Linked DNA regions of Zea mays: region 2 is linked to region 1. The links are chromatin contacts, called in public Hi-C maps. All regions are on one chromosome and are shown on one strand. The core of a region is the stretch at or near the end of the contact, and the rest is flanking DNA. Distances in the headings are between cores, read along the strand shown.

Evidence for each region. A called contact is a pair of places that touch in the nucleus more often than the background predicts.
Region 2: a contact with region 1 is called in a Hi-C map of tassel, with 3 times the contacts expected there. The contact joins the promoter of LOC100279325 here to the enhancer-like site in region 1. A contact is called at or near these places in 20 of 25 Hi-C or Micro-C datasets (bundle sheath, ear, leaf and 5 more).

Annotation. Positions count from the first base shown.
Region 1 is chr5:7,436,649-7,442,266 of Zm-B73-REFERENCE-NAM-5.0, forward strand. LOC542032 (m15 protein) reads left to right here. Exons shown (of 8, transcript NM_001111677.2): 3 at 695-759; 4 at 842-941; 5 at 1,064-1,105; 6 at 1,297-1,338; 7 at 1,433-1,551; 8 at 2,088-2,352. The coding sequence ends at 2,193. Among protein-coding and RNA genes, the nearest start is that of LOC542032, 18 kb to the left of the region's middle. Within about 2 kb of position 3,748, at least 11 of the 20 cell types and tissues checked have an H3K27ac peak or open chromatin away from gene starts, as enhancers often do. A contact at or near this core is called in ear, root tip and tassel, where this site is marked.
Region 2 is chr5:7,554,949-7,560,909 of Zm-B73-REFERENCE-NAM-5.0, forward strand. It overlaps LOC100279325 (meiotic recombination protein SPO11), which reads right to left and starts at 3,303. Exons shown (of 15, transcript NM_001360965.1): 1 at 3,185-3,303; 2 at 2,982-3,093; 3 at 2,776-2,852; 4 at 2,602-2,703; 5 at 2,444-2,517; 6 at 2,242-2,258; 7 at 1,605-1,674; 8 at 1,475-1,511; 9 at 574-621; 10 at 448-506; 11 at 337-368; 12 at 151-256. The coding sequence starts at 3,290. LOC100192976 (phytochromeC2) reads right to left here. Exons shown (of 4, transcript NM_001138150.1): 2 at 5,150-5,961; 3 at 4,570-4,863; 4 at 3,726-3,963. The coding sequence ends at 3,726.

The DNA.
Region 1 (5,618 bases), core at 2,498-4,997:
TCGTTTTGGTCGGGTTGTTGCTATGTGTGCGTGGCGCGTTGTGTTAATGTCAGGGGGGTCTCGCCTTTGTATTAGGGGTTGACAAGTCTTGTCTCTCCTATGTTTTTTTCTTCTTAATATAATGACACGTAGCTCTCCTGCGTTTGTTTTTTAAAAAAAGTCCCATCGGTTCTTTAATTGGGGAATAGCATATATAGACCCTGGATACCAATAGTTTGTGATACTAGTATGTATAGGAGTTTAGGCAAGTTTCTGTAAGCACAGGAAACAATAAATCCAAATGTATTATACGTTGTCAACAGTTCCTCGCCATTTTCTTATAATAATCCATGGAGCTGTCATTTTTTTACTAAATATGGTGCTAGTCAATAGTTATGTGATAAATTTGGTTTAAACTAATACTACCCCCATTTTAAATTATAAGTTGTTTAAACCTTTGTTTAGATACATAACTTTTGCTACACACCTGAATACATGTTATGTCTAGACAAATTAAAAAACTATCTATTTAGAAAAGTTAGAATGACTTACGGTAGTACAAAGAATATTATATTACAGGGCAGTTATTGATTCACTTAACCCAGGTTATTATGTTGAGTGTCTCCTTTAATGTTGATATATACTAGATCAGTAACATTCCTTTTCATGATGTTGCCACATACTAAATAACGTAAATCTGCTTTGCTTTATGTAGGGCAATTGGTGCCACGAGTATAGAAAACTAAAGGCGAAGGTCGAGACAATACAAAAATGTCAAAAGTAATTTGTAGTGATTAGTTGCTGAAAAAATGTAATATGCCCTGTTGAAGATAAATATGACCAATACTTTTGTGTCCTGCAGGCACCTCATGGGAGAGGATCTTGAAACGTTGAATCTCAAAGAGCTTCAGCAACTAGAGCAGCAGCTGGAGAGTTCACTGAAACATATCAGAACCAGGAAGGTAGTGTGATCATGTATATTAGACTGCAGTGCATTCCTTATGTGTTGCTTACTACACCACTGACAGCCTTGCGCTCTGCGCGTTGGAGAAAGCTAACAAGTAAATATTCATCGTATGCGCAGAACCAACTTATGCTCGAGTCAATTTCGGAGCTCCAACGGAAGGTAAATTCGTCGAGCTTGCTTAAAGTTGGCCGTTGGAACTTCCTTTTTAAGAAATGTAAGGTTTCTTTAGCTGGGCATTAGGTGGGCATGGTTTGTTGCAAGTATTGACTGCTCTGGTTGCCTAGTTACATCCACAAAATATTCCTGCTCTTGTGCTGTGCTGAGTATTGGCATGCGATGCATTGCCGCAGGAGAAGTCGCTGCAGGAGGAGAACAAGGTTCTGCAGAAGGAGGTAGCCAGACGCCGCCGCTCCTCAACACTCAGCTAGCCCTCTGTTTTCTCATGACGCAAATTAAATTTACAGAAAGCGTTGCTCCTGCCTGCAGCTCGCGGAGAAGCAGAAAGCCCAGCGGAAGCAAGTGCAATGGGGCCAAACCCAACAGCAGACCAGTTCGTCTTCCTCGTGCTTCGTGATAAGGGAAGCTGCCCCAACAACAAATATCAGGTAGAGCACATTCACATCGCGCTACAAGCCTACAATCCCAAATTGTGAGGTGGCCTCGGTTTCGGGTAAAGATTTGAGTGAGCTTGGGCTTTATCTAAACCCCAATTCAAAAATACACATAAACTTGTGCTTTTCCAAAATTTGTAGAAAATATAGATTCTTGTAGACCATGCATGGAACAATTATGTTGACACACAATGTTCGTTGAATTTTTTTTGACCATTTATGAGCCACAAAGAAAAAGAAAAAAAATTCTTCACGTACTGATAGACTCCTGTTTTTCCTTTCACAGAAGGTACGAGGTCAACTTTTTTTTTTCTACAAAACTCCGTGTGTCAGTATAATTAATCATCCATCTAGCTGTATGCGTTTCTCCGATAAATTTTATGCTTGTGGTTTTTCTTTTGTATGTTTTTTTTCAAAAGAGTAGCCGTACGCCTATGCTCAACCAAGCTACACCCAATTTCCTAGTACACTGTTGACATTTCAGGAAGCAACTGACAAGATAGTCTCCGTCTGTGTCCGTTTCTTTGCAGCATTTTTCCTGTGGCAGCAGGCGGGAGGTTGGTGGAAGGTGCAGCAGCGCAGCCACAGGCTCGCGTTGGACTACCACCATGGATGCTTAGCCACCTGAGCAGCTGAAGGTTTCAGCAACTCTTCCCGTTTATCCGCCTGGTGCAGTATAGTATCATCGTGATCGCGAGAGCAGCAGCAGTGGGTTTGCCGTATCTTTTTTTACCAATGTATGTCTATATATGTAAGTATCAAATCTGCAATGTGTTAATCACCATTTCCGCTGGGGCGGCCGCACGAGTACTTTACGCATCAGTATATGTGCAGCATCAAATATTCCATTTTCATGACCATAAGACGTTCTTGATCCTTCATGCATTGCGTATGCGATCTGTCTGCATACTCATTTACTTGAAACCTTATTGTGTACTCCTTTCGTTATTTTTTATTTATCATGTTTTAGTTCAAAAATAAACTAGTAGGTGAAAAATATTTAAGAACGGAGGTAGTATTTTTTTTCTAAAAGAGCCTGTATTTTTTAATATGCTATAATAGTATTAGTATATATAAAAATAAGTGCTTGTATATTTTTTGATATTTGACATACATACTACAGTAGATGGTCTAGTATGATCATATCTTATACATTTGGTCAGGCCATATACACCATAAATTTATACACATGAGAGTAGCTACACCTAGGAGTAGGAAATAATTTCCACAGACATATATACAGGCAAGCATGATCCCACCACAACTGAAATCACATTAAATACAGAGTGCTGGATGTTATGTTCTCAAATCCATGCATATCGTCACATATTTCCAGTACAGGTAGCGAAAAACTGTACCTGTATTTGTAATTGCCGCTTGTACCCAACAGTTTCTTTGTGTTTTTAACGTCGACCAATCACTGAAGCAAACCGCCCTAATTCCTCAAGATCTTGAAGCCAATCCTTACCTTTGACAGGAACATTCTCTTGAGCAGAATAAATGTTTGTGTTCTAGGAAGCCTGATCCTCTTTTTTTTTTTTGTGAAAATACATCTTCAGGTATTTTTCTCATCAATCATTTCAAGAGTACTGACAGAAATCTGAGGACTTCCATCATTCCTGTCCGCTGACAAGATCCCAGGAAAAATGTTTTTGCAAAAGCAAAGCTATAGGCAGAGTTCTCATCCGGGCAAGGCGATTGAACCCTTTGTGAAGCTTTTTCAGAACCAACCATTGAGCGTTCCTTGACATTTAGCACTGAAGACTGGTCATGGTCATGGTCATCCTTTGACCTGCCCGTATTTATTTTGCACACCTTCGGCATTTGGCACAGAAGGACCATTGACACCCGTAGAGCACTACTTTTGAGCTTGCCCAGGGCCTTCCTTTGTACTACCAGTACTATTTTGAAATACATGCTTGCTTGCAGCCCTGTAAAACCAAGACACTCTGATCCGGATGGCATTCTGTACCAAAGAGATGCTCCGAGTTTTTAGGCTATCACCAACAGCTTAATCATCCACATAACAATATTTAAATCACACTTTATGAACAATACAGTCTATAATGCAAAACAATGTTTTAGATGACTATATAGGTAACTGCTCGACACGGTTTTAGCCGGCTGTATCTGCAACCAAGCACGTGATGCGATTGCAGTAGCTCAGCATTCCTTTACACTCATGGAAACATGTAGCCGTCTCCGACATCTCACGGCTGTACCAGCGCAGCCATCTCCGACATCTCACGGGCTGTACTGTACTGGCGCTGTCATCCAGAATCTCACAAATCAGAGCCATCATCAGCGTCAGAGTCCCATCCTTCGGTCAGATTGCTCTCAGATCTGTCAGACGTGCAATCAAACAGATATCTGTTCCCGGGGGAACCCAGAGCCGGCGTCATCGCTGCTGGTGGCCCAAAAGAACATGGTGGAACCTGCTTTACTCCCTCCGTCCTATTTCTGGCGGCCTTCATATATTACTTATTTTAAACTCTACACTATAAGTATTTTGCATGTCTGTTTGTACGTTATTGCTGGAGATAGCCTTGTTATCATCATTACCAGACAAGTGGTTACCTTTCATGGCTCCAGACCTAGGTGTCCCCGCAGCAGAAGCTGATTATACTGCATGTGCGCTATCGAATATATATGTAAACATCCATGTCGGATGGATTAGTGGTGCACTACATTGATTGTTTATGCACCGATGACTATAGCTATACATTTGGGTAGGGTTAGAGATGGCCAAACGGGCCGCCCGGCCCGGGCCCGGTGAAGCCCGGCCCGTTTTAGGCCCGGTTAGAAAACCGGGCCGGGCCTTCTAAGCCCGCGGCTTGATTTCCTGTCCGAGCCCGACCCGCAGCGGGCCTAAACAGGTCGGGCCGGGCCGGGCCGACCTGAAAGTCGCCTAGAGGGGGGTGAATAGGGCGAATCTGAAATTTATAAACTTAACCACAACTATAAGCCGGGTTAGCGTTAGAAATATAAGCGAGTCCGAGAGAGAGGGTGAAAAACAAATCGCAACCAAATAAGGAGTGAGACACAAGGATTTGTTTTACCGAGGTTCGGTTCTTGCAAACCTACTCCCCGTTGAGGTGGTCACAAAGACCGGGTCTCTTTCAACCCTTTCCCTCTCTCAAATGGTCACTTAGACTGAGTGAGCTTCTCTTCTCAATCACACGGGACACTAAGTCCCCGCAAGGACCACCACACAATTGGTGTCTCTTGCCTTGGTTACAATTGAGTGTTCACAAGAAAGAATGAGAAAGAAAAGAAGCAATCCAAGCGCAAGAGCTCAAATGAACACAAATGTCACTCTCTCTAGTCACTATTTGATTTGGAGTGATTCCGGACTTAGGAGAGCATTTGATCTCTTTGGTTGTGTCTAGAATTGAATGTTATAGCTCTTGTAAGGTGTTGAAAGGTAGAAAACTTGGATGCAATGAATGGTGGGGTGGTTGGGGTATTTATAGCCCCAACCACCAAACTAGCCATTTGGTGGAGGCTGCTGTCGACGGGCGCACCAGACAGTCCGGTGCGCCACCAGACACTGTCCGGTGTGCCAACTACGTCACCCAGCCGTTAGGGTTCGACCGTTGGAGCTCTGACAGGTGGGGTCTTCTGGCTGTCCGGTGGTGCACCGGACAAGCACTGTAGACTGTCCGGTGCGCTTTCTGACGCTGCTCTGACTCTAACGCGCACTGTAGCGCATTGAATGCGGCTGCAGTCGACCGTTGGCGCTGAAGTAACCGTTGCTCCGCTGGCACACCGGACAGTCCGGTGAATTATAGCGGAGCGCCCTCTGATTTTCTCGAAGGTGACGAGTTTGGAGCTGAGTTCCCTGGTACACCGGACACTGTCCGGTGGCACACCAGACAGTCCGGTGCCAGACCAGGGCACGCTTCGGTTGTCTTTTGCTCTCTTCGTTTGAACCCTTTCTTGGTCATTTTATTGATCTATTGTGAACCTTTGGCACCTGTAAAACTTATAATCTAGAGCAAACTAGTTAGTCCAATTATTTGTGTTGGGCAATTCAACCACCAAAATCAATTAAGAAAAGG
Region 2 (5,961 bases), core at 2,053-4,552, 120 kb after region 1:
CAAGCTGTTGATTTAGGACGAAAGGTGCAGTATATGATCATGTCCATGGATTCGTTACCTGCAATTTTAACCTGTGAATCTGCTAAGGAAGTTAAGTTCATAGACAATAGATATAGATGAGCATAGCAGCATCAGATAAATCATGCCTACCAAGGAACCAAATTTATAGGTAGCCAGAATGTCGAAACCATAAGGATCTGAGTCCACTAAGCAATAAGCAGGCAGATGCAGCAGTTCAACAAGGTACCGCAGGAATCTAGGATGGAAAAAGAATGTAAAATTGGGATAGCGGTTGAGAAATATGCAAGAGGAACTTAATGAATAAAGAGCACATGCCTTCTTGTTGGAATATCTGGATAGCCTCTTCCCTGGGTTGACAATGCAATATCATGAAACTAGAGAAAAAATTATGAAAATTGATAACATCGGGTGAGAGTTGTTACTTACTGTAATAACAATGCAGCGATTTCTTTCACAGAACTTGTCATTGGCCAAACGCTGGAACACTGCAAAGGGACTACTGAAGCATATTGTACAAAGAGCGGAAATTATTAAATGCAAAAAAAAAAAGACCTGTCTCCTTCTCAACCACAAGTATGTAGTGGGCAACACTAACAACATCTGCAAGAGAAGAAAGAATAAGACAACTTCAGCTCACTATAATGCAATTCAGGGTATCAAGGGAGGAAATCAAAAGCTTTGCTATAGAGGTGTACTGGTGTAGGCACGTCTAAATCCGAGTTGTTAAACAACCATATAATATCTCAATTACAAAATTTGACTGGAAAAGATAAAAGGTACTCCCGATGTTTCAAATAATTCTTCACTTTAGCATTGTCCTAAGTCAAACTTCTCTAACTTTGATCAAGTTTTAGAACAATATATTATCACCTAGAAGTTCAATAAATGCATTATCAAAAGAGGACATATCTGGTGCATATGGTGCACATATTAAATCACCACCACTTATTTTATATCTAACGTCTTTAGTTGATCATTCAATTTACAAATAATACCTTCCATCACTACACACCACCACGTTGGAGGGTGTCCTTAGCAAAATATACCAAACAACTAGAGACGTTAGATCTAAATTGAGTGGTGATGATTTAATATGTGCACCATGTGCACCAATCTTTCATGTGCACCGGATATCTTCTCTTATCAAAACATATAACTAAAGTGAAGTTAGAGAGGTTTGATTTGGGACAAAGCTAGAGTGAAGTAGTAAACTATAACTTGGAAGAGGGGGAGTAGTTATTTAATTCAGAATGTAAGATTATGAATTTCTTTTAAAAAAAGAAACAAAAAATTGAAGATCTATGGTACCATTTAAGAGCAAAAAATGATCAGTGACTTTTTGCCCAGTGTGCTTCAAAACATCAAGGAAAGAGTTGATTTTTCACTACCCCCTCCCTTCTACACATTTCACAAAAGCACAAAGGGGTTGTGTTCCTAAAGTTGATGGAAAAACCTTTGATTGCCTCAATGTCAACAGGAATGGAGAAAGCCTGAATATACAGAAGGTAAAGCAAACAAATTAAATGAAATCTTATCAATAGACCAGTTAGCAAAATTAGGGGGCAGAGAACATAAAAGCTTACAGCATTGACGCTTGTTATACAATACACTTTCTTTTCGCCCTCCATAAATCTTATCCAGCCCATCACCAAACTAGGATAATGAAGGGAATAGACATGTGCACACAATTAAACAACTGAATAAATAACAAATAGTTCTATGAATATAACATCGCAAACCTAGCAAAAACAATGCAAGTAACAGCAAGTGTAATACGGAAATCATATAGAATTTCCAAATTCCTATAGTGAATTTAGTTAACACTTATGCTATATTGATTTTTTATTCAGATAAACCAAAGAGAACTCTTCATGAATTCAGACATGTTCTGTATCAAAAAAAATATATCTCAAAGTTGTGAACTGACACTGGGAAGAACAACAGATCCATCATGGCATCATTTCTTCCTCCTCTTCATATGCATAAACCTATACGGCTAAGACTACATTGAAAGAACGGTATCCCAGGTTCCCAACCCCACTAGCTCATCAAACACATCCAAATCATCTTTCTTTATATAATGGTGAGAAGCACACAGGATGATTAAGGAACAAAAAAAAACGGGTTTATTTAAGTTATAAAAAAATGAAGCGTTGTAAAATAATAGAAGAATAACAAACGGACATATCTTCAGAGCTTCAACTCTATGACAGTTCATACCCTTTCACTACAGGAACCTGCAGAGAGCCAAGGGAGCACAGTATTCAGTCAGATAAAAGGTTATGAAATTAAGACAGTATGTAATAGTCATGGTGCTGCATATTAGTGAAGGAGCAAATATCGTTGATGGCACAAGTCCTTTCTACAATACACAATGGAAGCTTCAGGGAAGACAGCAGACTAGTGGCACCTATGGACCTACCACGTTGAGATTGTGCCGGCTGCACTTGAAGAGTATGCAGATATCGTTGATGGCACGGTCAACAACTGCTACTTCTGCAGGGAGCCAAGATATGTGCAAATTCTAGTAATCCCGTATAATGGAATGAGGAGCAAACATTGCACCTACTGAGCACAGACCTACGAAGATGGAGGGGTACATGTAGTAGATGTCCCTCTTGGAGCAGTGCTTGTTCTGCTGCAGGAGCTGCTGCACCACGAACAGCACCCTCAGGAGCACATCTACGCATGAACAACGCATCAGAAAGTAATTAGTGTGATCACATAAATGCAAAGATTTAGATGTATTCGTACTGAGGCGGGAGGTGTGGTAGTCCTTGTGGAGCAGAGAGAGGACGTCCGTGCCGACGGGGATGTCGTAGCTGCAGGCACTGCAATCACGCACGAGCGCGCGCCCAGGGTCTACGGATGTCACACATTTGGGTGAAAATTGTTCGAGGGATGTGACGGTGAATTGGTCGGGAAGGAGATGATCCCGGGAGCGGGCGCGGAAGCTAAACCATGGGGACGGGGACGCAGAGTCGGCGGAGGAGCAATAGTTCCGGTACCGGTGGAGCACTATAGACGGGGAGCGGCCGGCGGCAACCTCTTCGACGATCCAGCGCACAAGCCCTGCACCATCCCCAACCGCGCGTCAGCTCCAGACGCTACAGGAGAGAGGGAAGATTTAAGGGCAGGCGATCGAGGAGATGAGTAACAAAACCTTTGATCCTGCGGAGGAGGAGCGCCGCTTCCTCCAGCCTCCGCCGCAACTGCTGCTCGTCGCCTTCGAGCGGCGCCGCTCGTCGCCTCTTATCCCTCCCCGCCATGGCGCTAGTTTTTTATTTTGATTTTTTCGAAGCCGCCATGGAGCTAATCAGCTAATCGATCGCGAAGAAACAGAATTAGGCTTAGTGGGCTCCGTTGGACTGCGTGGGCCTTCAAGAGCCCAACAACGAAGCCACCCTTCTCAAGAGGCGTAAATTGCCCTCAAGAAGAGAATACATAGACAAAGCATGGAGCCCATTCTTTATTCTCTGAATAAATTATCACTTTATCAGTATATATAGTCCTCTCAAGACAAAAAATTAACAAGAGACTAAGCACATATCTACTAAGATATAATTACTAGGATTAGGATTCCTCTTCTCCTATACTAGAAGTCCGTATGTTTTTCAGAATATCAGTCACTTGGCCAGAGGTACACCCTACACCCGAGAATTTGACACGGCCGAACCGTCACTGCAGTTCCAGGAGCATCAGTGTCAGAATTTACTTGGCGAAGGCTTGGACCGCTTGCTGCTGAGCTGGGCGACCGGGAACTCTATCAGGATGATGAACGAAGAGGTGTCGGCTTCTCGTAGGTACTGCAACGTGCCGCTCATCGTTTTCACCAGCTTCTGGCTTATGTACAGGCCGAGACCCTCCCTGGACACCCCTGGGTTGTGCTGGAACATCTCCTGTATCAGGGCCTCTGGAACGCCTGGAGCTGGATGGACAATCCTGCACATTGAGTCAATCAGTTACACAGCTCCCATCACCACCAATACTCGCATTCGCCACATTGCAGTGTATATAGAATGGCAGGGATAGCGCCAATTTTACACAGGGATCATTTCCATTGTTTCAAACTGCAAAGTGTAACTACATGCCTGAAGTGACATGTATCACTGCATCTTGGCTGGTGCAGTGACCAGGATAGATTCGACTCCTCGTGGGAGCGAATTTTAAGCTGAGTAAGCAGAGGTCTAAGGACCGGTCCCGGTCGTTCTCACATGGGCTATAATATCACTTTGTATGGATGTGACAGGGGTTCAGGGTTTTCTTGACCTACGTGAGAAGGTCGAATTTTTTTTAGGAGTTAAGATGTTCAGAAGTGAATTTGCTAGCATTAGGTCTTATCTGTTCCTTGTCAACATACAATCCTTTTCGTGGATTATAACTAACACAATTAGGAGCACTGCGAAAGTTATTTACAAGAGACAAATGTTGGAGTTGTGCTGAGTTAATAGAAACTAGATGTACAATTTAGTAGTTCACTTATTTGTCAAATCATCCTTTCAGTTCAAGAACAGCTATCGAAAGACCAAGATGAGAGTGCCGTATTACCTGAATTCCAAATGAGCAATCTGCATGCCAGACCCAATGTTTTCCTTCTTGGGAATGACCTGGAGCACGATATGTCCTTCAGCTGGTTGTGTGAATTGAAGGGCGCAAGCCAGATAATCTGCTAGGACCTGCTGAAGCCTTATATTGTCCCCGTAAATGTACATGTGTGACACTTCCACAGGCCAATCACGTTCAATAGAAATACGTTTTTCCTTGCCCAAAGGAATGCCTTGCATCAGGACCGTATTCAGAGCTTCCTCAAGGTTGAACTCTACTGTGTTCGTCTCCATATAGCTGTAACAGCAAGAATTTGTTTACCAATAGTTTAAAAAAATTGCCATGCATGTATAACTGAACTGGTCAGCCTTTTCATATGTATACATCTTTAGCACTACAAAGCATTAGTACAATGAACAAAAAATTCATGTCTGAGCAATTCTAATCATGTGAATATGAAAGCAAGTATATATCTTTATGTATAGTGTATGCTGTTTATAGATCCCTTCTAGAACTGCCACAAAAACGACACAAATAATTAAATCAACATTGCTACAGATGATTCGGACAATACAGAACTTACCACTGTTCAATGCTTTCAAGATCAGTGTCATGTAAAATCTTTTTCAGCTGGTCCTGACACAGAACATTAGATGAAACAAGTTGCCGCTGATCCTCTGTCAATTCGGAAGGCTTCAATAAGTTATAAGTAAATTGCATGCCATTGAGTGGGTTCCTTAATTCTTGACGAATGTAAGTTAATTCTTTAAAGCTGTTTGTAGCAGCTTGTTCAGACATTTTCTGGACCTCAAGAGCATGCTGAAGCTCTGGGCTAGCCACATGCAGAAAGCAAAGAGCGCCAGTGATTTTACCCTCAGCATTTGTTCTCTTGTTCACTGTCAGCAAGGATTCAATATACTTCCCACCTGTGCCGAAGAAACCAAACAGGAGCTTCTCTGGATCCTGACCAGAAATCACTGCATTCATCAGTATGCTAAGTTTCGTTAGAGTAGCATGATCTTTCACCCTACAGCCATAATCATGGAGCGTGAAGACCTCCCCAATTAACAACTTATTTATCGCGTCTTCCCTCTTCATACCAGTAATCTTCTGCATAGCTTTATTCCACTCTAAGCAGGAACCAAGATCATTGATCATAAATATGGGAGGGATGAGCTCACTGGGGTTCTTTATTATGGCAACATAGTCTCCTTGTATCCTAGTATACTTATCCATAATCATCTTCTGCCTGGTCAAATCTTGTGCTACAAAGCAAACTCCAATGACTTTCTCTGAAAGATCCCGACTACAGCAGGAGTTAATCATCAAGATAACTGGACCACAACACTCCTGTTCATGGAATGTTTTAAGCTTGATTTCCAGATTTTGCTCTTC